Regions from separate parts of the Macaca mulatta genome. Here region 1 is linked to region 2. The links are chromatin contacts, called in public Hi-C maps. All regions are on one chromosome and are shown on one strand. Each heading gives the region's core, a stretch centred on a gene start, on an enhancer-like site or on the middle of the called end of the contact. The rest is flanking DNA. Distances are from core to core; before and after follow the strand shown. Region 1 has its middle 1.8 Mb from the start of TMEM121. Region 2 has its middle 890 kb from the start of TMEM121.

What was found. A called contact is a pair of places that touch in the nucleus more often than the background predicts.
Region 1: a Hi-C map of blood shows a contact between it and region 2, with 13 times the contacts expected there. The contact joins two enhancer-like sites. A contact is called at or near these places in 4 of 14 Hi-C or Micro-C datasets (blood, fetal cortical plate, round spermatid and 1 more).

The regions. Positions count from the first base shown.
Region 1 is chr7:180,757,544-180,760,404 of T2T-MMU8v2.0, forward strand. It overlaps LOC106999633. Among named protein-coding and RNA genes, the nearest start is that of TMEM121, 1.8 Mb to the left of the region's middle. Within about 2 kb of position 1,503, at least 2 of the 40 cell types and tissues checked have an H3K27ac peak or open chromatin away from gene starts, as enhancers often do.
Region 2 is chr7:179,841,640-179,844,773 of T2T-MMU8v2.0, forward strand. It overlaps LOC106995637. Among named protein-coding and RNA genes, the nearest start is that of TMEM121, 890 kb to the left of the region's middle. Within about 2 kb of position 1,267, at least 4 of the 40 cell types and tissues checked have an H3K27ac peak or open chromatin away from gene starts, as enhancers often do.

The sequences.
Region 1 (2,861 bases), core at 253-2,752, 920 kb after region 2:
TTACTACATCTTTTCCACAGACTCTTGTGATCTTCAGCAAGGAAACTGGAAGGAACATCTGCAGAAAATACTGCTCTTGAATCATATTGGAAGGAATCTTGTCAGATACTTTTAAATAACTCACTGCAGAAAACATTCAGGCAGTTAATTGTTGGGTTCATATTTTACAACTAAAGACTCAATGCAGGCCAGATGCAGTGGATCATCCCTATAATCACACCACTTTCAGAAGCAAAGTCAGGGAAACCCCACGAGACCTGGCAATCGCAGCCAGCCTGGGCAGCATAAAGAGACGCTATTTCTATGGAAAAAAATATATTAAAGAATAAGCAGGTGAGGGGTGGCATTTCCCTCTACTTCTAGACACTCAGGAAGCTAAGATGGGAAGATTATGTGAGTCAGGGGTTCAAAATTACCGTGAGCTTTGATCATACAACTGTTCTTTAAACTGTGCAACAGGGTAAGAGCCTGTCTCTAAAAACAAATTAAAAAGAATCAATAAAGAATTCCACACAACTGTAAAGCTACTTAAATAAGAAATATTAAACTGAGCATCCTTATAGATTCTCTGACGTTTCTGATGTGTTTAAGCAGATAGCTGGCCTAAGACCTGCAGAATAAGCTGATAGCCCTTTGTTGTGAGAAGCTTCTACCCAAGGCATTAGACCAGGACCCCTTTCTAATTCCCCAACCCCTACTCCTTTTTTTCAGTATTCTTTGCTTATATTTATAAAGTCATCACATTCCTGTAGACATCTATGTTGTCCACCCATATTGAACCTTATCTTTTTGCTTATTCGTTATTTTTATTCTTGTTTCATAGAATAAGTTGTCACACTACTTTTTGAGACTTAAGTCTCACTCCTCTGTCATCTCCTCTTTTGTCGAACAAGGTGAATCTAGTTTGCAGTCACAGGAGCTTCTTCATGTGATGCCAGTGGGAGTTTCAAACCCTACAAACCCCTTTCTGTGAGGGGGAAGCCTCCCTCGGCCCCCACCACCAAACCATAATAAAAACCCTGAGTCAGTCTCCATTCCTCCTCTACCAAGCCGTTTTAGACATTCCCGAGAGAACTGCCCTGCTCTCAGCAGACACCTCCACAGTGCAGATAATAAACCTTTCCATATTCACTTGCTCTGAGAGTATGACTTCATCAGACACAACATCCACACTAAATATCGGTTGAGATCTCTTGGCTTTGCATGGTGTCAAATACTGCTGATACTGGGAGCCCGGTGCCATGGTTTCTATCAACAGGACACACTGGATCCCTGAAACAACTCCAGGATAGAGCTGGACGTATGATATGGATTGACTTTGTGTCCCCACCTAAATATCATATCAAATTGTAATCCCCACATGTCAAGGGAGGGACCGAGTGAGAGGTGATTGGATCATGGGGGCAGTTTCCCCATGTTGTTCTCATGATAGTGAGTTCTAACAAGACCTGAGGGTTTAAACGTGTGTGTCACTCTCTCTGTCTCTCCTGCTGCCACGTGACACGTGCCTTGCTTCCCCTTCCCCTTCCACCATGATTTAAGTTTCCTGTGGCTTCCCCAGCTGTGCAGAACTGTGAGTCAAGTAAAATTCTTTTTTTTGTAAACTACCCAGTCTCACGTGGTTCTTTATAGGAGTGTGAAAATGAACTAATACAACATGCCTGGTGGGTTTGATAAACTTTCTTAATGTCATAGAATTATTCCATTATTTTGCTGTATTCTAATGTTGCTCTAAAAATGCAGAGATGCCCAGGACTCATTACTGTGTATTTCAGGTGTCTCTGACTTTTCATGTATTTTACTTATCTCTAACTCCTTTTCTACCAAATTATACATGTTATAATTAGTACTATCTTTAATGAGGTTAAATTTAAAATATCTTTATGAAGTGTTCAATTTTACTAATATTGTCCCAACCATAATCATTATCAACATAGATAACAAGTCAATTTCCACAAAATTTTCTCTTGTTCTGTAATTCCTCCTTCCTAGACCTTCCCTTCTCCTACAATATTCACAGTGAACTACTGATTTTTATGTAAGTTTAGATTACTCTTCATTCAATAAAATTTATAAAACTTGTATCTTATGTACATACTTTTATTTGTTTGGCTCATTTTACTCATTAGAAGTACTTGTGAGTTTTACCATACTGTTGACAGTATCCAACATTAGTTGATTGTAGTAGTGGTTAATACACCAATGAATGACTTTTCCACTGTTTCTTTACCAATTAAGCTGATGATTGACATTTGAGTTGTTTTTCATTCTGGGTTTTATAAGCCGATGCTACTCAGCTTAGAGAGGTACACAGCTGGAAAACACATGGTTCTTATTCTTACAACAACATAAGCAACTAAGCTTGAAAAGCTGCACATTAATCAAGTTTATGAAATACATCGGGGAATAAAACGTATAGATTTACGTGTGTTGTGGGGTGGGTGTATGTCAGTTTCTGGTGAGAGAGAGAAGGGAGGAAGGAAGGCAGAAAAAAGAGAGGAATGTTACATAATTGACCACAATTTATGAGGCCCTCAAGTAATTACAGGGAATTAGTCTTTATGGACAAGGCTGACGAAAGATGAAGAAGACAACTTGACACACATAGCTCTGGTTATATATTGATATAAATATCATTTTCTTTTTTTCTCTCTTTTTTTAATGGAGTCTCCCTCTGTTGCCCAGGCTGGAGTGCAGTGGTGCGATCTCCGCTCAACACAACCTCTGCCTCCCAGGTTCAAATGATTCTCCTGCCTCAGGCGTGTGCCACTGGGCCTGGCTAATTTTTATATTTTTAGTAGAAATGGGGTTTCACCATGTTGACCAGGCTGGTCTTGAACTCCTGACCTCAGGTGATCTGT
Region 2 (3,134 bases), core at 17-2,516:
GTAGCTTGTCAACTGAATAACAGGCAGAAAGAGACTCTAAAATATAATAATATGATATTATTAAAATATAATAATATATTATTAAAATATAATATAATAATATATTATGAAAATATAATAATATTTATTCTAGGATGTGTATTGCAATTGAAATATGTATGGGTGCATTCAGGTTGGCATGGAAAGAAAAAAAATTAAGGAAAAATGAGGAGTATTACATCAGTTGTTTTGAGACAATTATCCTGGGGTAGAAGGATCAGCAACGGGTGACATCGGTATAAGGTTGTACAGGCAGTTTGATGGGCAGATATTCTTGGAGAAGTAATTATTTTATGGTTGTGTTGGCCTCGGTGCAAAGTTGTGGTTGTGCAGAGTCTATTTATAATAGTTCTTGTTACCACGAATATGGGTGTTAGAACCTCCTTCATGGCCTTTCCCAGCTTCATCACCTTCCCCAGCTTCATAAGTGGCTCCATTCTGATTCCGATAAATTTTACAACCTCTTTCTAACACTACTTCTGAAGCAGATGAGTCCGATAGTTTGCACAGAACAGGGTTAATTCCACATTCACATCCCATTTTGATCAAATACGTTTATCCCTTTCACTATTAACGACCAGTTGCATTCCCAGATGAGTCTACACACAACACAGTGGAGGGTCCTGAGAAAATGGGGAGAGAAGGAAGTTCCATCAGCCTCACCCACGTTGCTGCAGGAGACACAGCCTGAGCCTCACCTGAGCTCCAAGAAAATGCCTTGAGCCCTGGAATGGAGACCATGGAGACCATCTTTTTCTTTTTCAGAAAGCAGGAAAATAAAATTTAAAAGGAAGAACAAACACTACAAAGAAAGAACGAAGTCTGTGAGCAAAAGCAGCACCAGGTCAGTCTGATACTGACTGGCTTTAGTGTCAGGAGAAGGGTCAGACGAGAAACCTGTGAGCTTCTACATGACACTGACCCTGGCCCAGCCTCTCTATTGACTGCGATCAGAATCCCAAAGACTGTTCTAGTCCAGGAATCTCCCTGAGGTTTCTGTCCTGGGTCTGATTGGAGAAATCTCCCCAGGCACCCCTGAGCTTCCTCAGGACTCTGATCCTGGTGAGGACTTTTCATCTCTGTAAACAACAATCTGCATTTTGTGCATATGAAAATAGGTTATCATAATAAATAGTCGTTTAAAAAATATGTAGAGATGACATTACTAAGCACAGAGTTCTAAACTCAGAGAGGTTCACTAGAGAAACTGTAAAAAGATGACGTCCCACATCCTGACAGGAAATCAGCCTCCGTGTGCACCGGCTTCCGGGTTGACTCTGATCAGTGGGTCCCGAGCGCCCCCTGCCGCTGATTTCCCCCCGCGTTCCTGCAGGGAGGTTTGTGTCTGGGCTCACACTGACCTCCCCTCACTGTGTCTCTCGCACAGTAATAGACAGCCGTGTCCTCAGCTCTCAGGCTGTCCATTTGAAGATACAGTGTGTTCTTGGCGTTCTCTCTGGAGATGGTGAATCTGCCCTTCACGGAGTCTGCGTACCATGTGCTACCACCACCATTACTAATACGTGAGACCCACTCCAGCCCCTTCCCTGAAGCCTGGCGGACCCAGTGCATGTAGTAGTCACTGAAGGTGAATCCAGAGGCTGCGCAGGAGAGTCTCAGGGACCCCCCAGGCTTTGCCAAGCCGCCCCCAGACTCCACCAGCTGCACCTCACACTGGACACCTGCAAACAAAAAGACACCAAGGTCACAAACGCCAAACATATCCACTGTTCCTCTCACTCATGTCTCCTCACACACAGTATTTCTACTTCACTCTCAATTACCTTTCAAAAGAGCAACAAGGAAAACCCAGCTCAGCACAAACTCCATGGTGTGTTCTGTGTTTAGTGCTGATCGCCGAACAGAAACACCTGGGAATTCTGGGGCTGGGCTCCTCTCCCAGAGCTGCAGGGTCAAGGCTGGGCTGCTTTTCACCAGAAGAGGGAGGGACCTATTTGCATGTCTCTTGCTATATAGCAAGCTCTGGGGTGGGGCGGCTGAGGAGAGGGCAGTGCTCAGAGCAGAGGAGAGTGTCCCGGAAAACACTGGAGTCAATTCTATCTCTCAGGAAATATAACTTCAGATTATGTGATTGTGCCTTGATAATCATTTAGTATTCATCGTCTTATTTAATTTTTACATACTTGTAGAATGTACTTAATGCAAGTGTGAATGTCACATTTTTAGAGAAGATGATTACATGCAGAACAGAGCAGCTGTGCAATATGTCCAATATCACACATCTGGACAGAGTTAGCCCTATTATCTGTGCCTGTGACTCTAAACGCTGGAGGAGTCGGCTCCCCTGAGACAACTCCAGGGTGGTGTGGGACATGCCTAGAGGGGTTTTCAGGATGTCCCACCTGTCATAACAACTTTATGGAATTTTGCCATTTGTAGCGTTTACCTGAAATACACAATCAGTGTTCACATGCATGTATTGTCAGGAGTCCGTGATTATTCAAGTGTCAATATTTATCTCTTTCTTGCTTTTTCTCAGCCAATATATTCATTTTTGTTACTGTTTTATTAAAATCAATTAATAATGAAAACAAATTGATAGTGCAGCATTTGGGAAATGTTGACATATATGTGCAGTCATTGAATCAGCACTTCAATCGTGCTGTTAGCAATTAAATTAAACTCTATTTTTTTCTCTCACTTCTCTGTAATTTCATTTCATCATGTTTTACTCTTACCATCCTTTTCCTCAGAAAATTCAGATCTTCTTCATGTTAATTTACAATAGTTGCATCTTCTACAATTCATACAAATAAAATCACTTGAGATTTTCTGTGAATTCTTCAGCTTCCTTCACTCACCACAATTATTTTATAATATCCTCATGTTCTTATGTGAATGAGGCATGCCTTGATTTCAACGGTTCATCGCATTCTTGTACATTAATATTTCTCAAATTGTTTGACAATGCACCAAATAATGGATGCCTAATATGTTGTCTCAGTTTCTGAATTTTATTTAGAAATTAGATACTAAGCATTATAATGTAAAAATTGAGAAAATAATCATTTTCTGACCTTGTTAACAAAAACCATGAATAACTACAAAAAATAAACCCTTCAACATATCTGAAT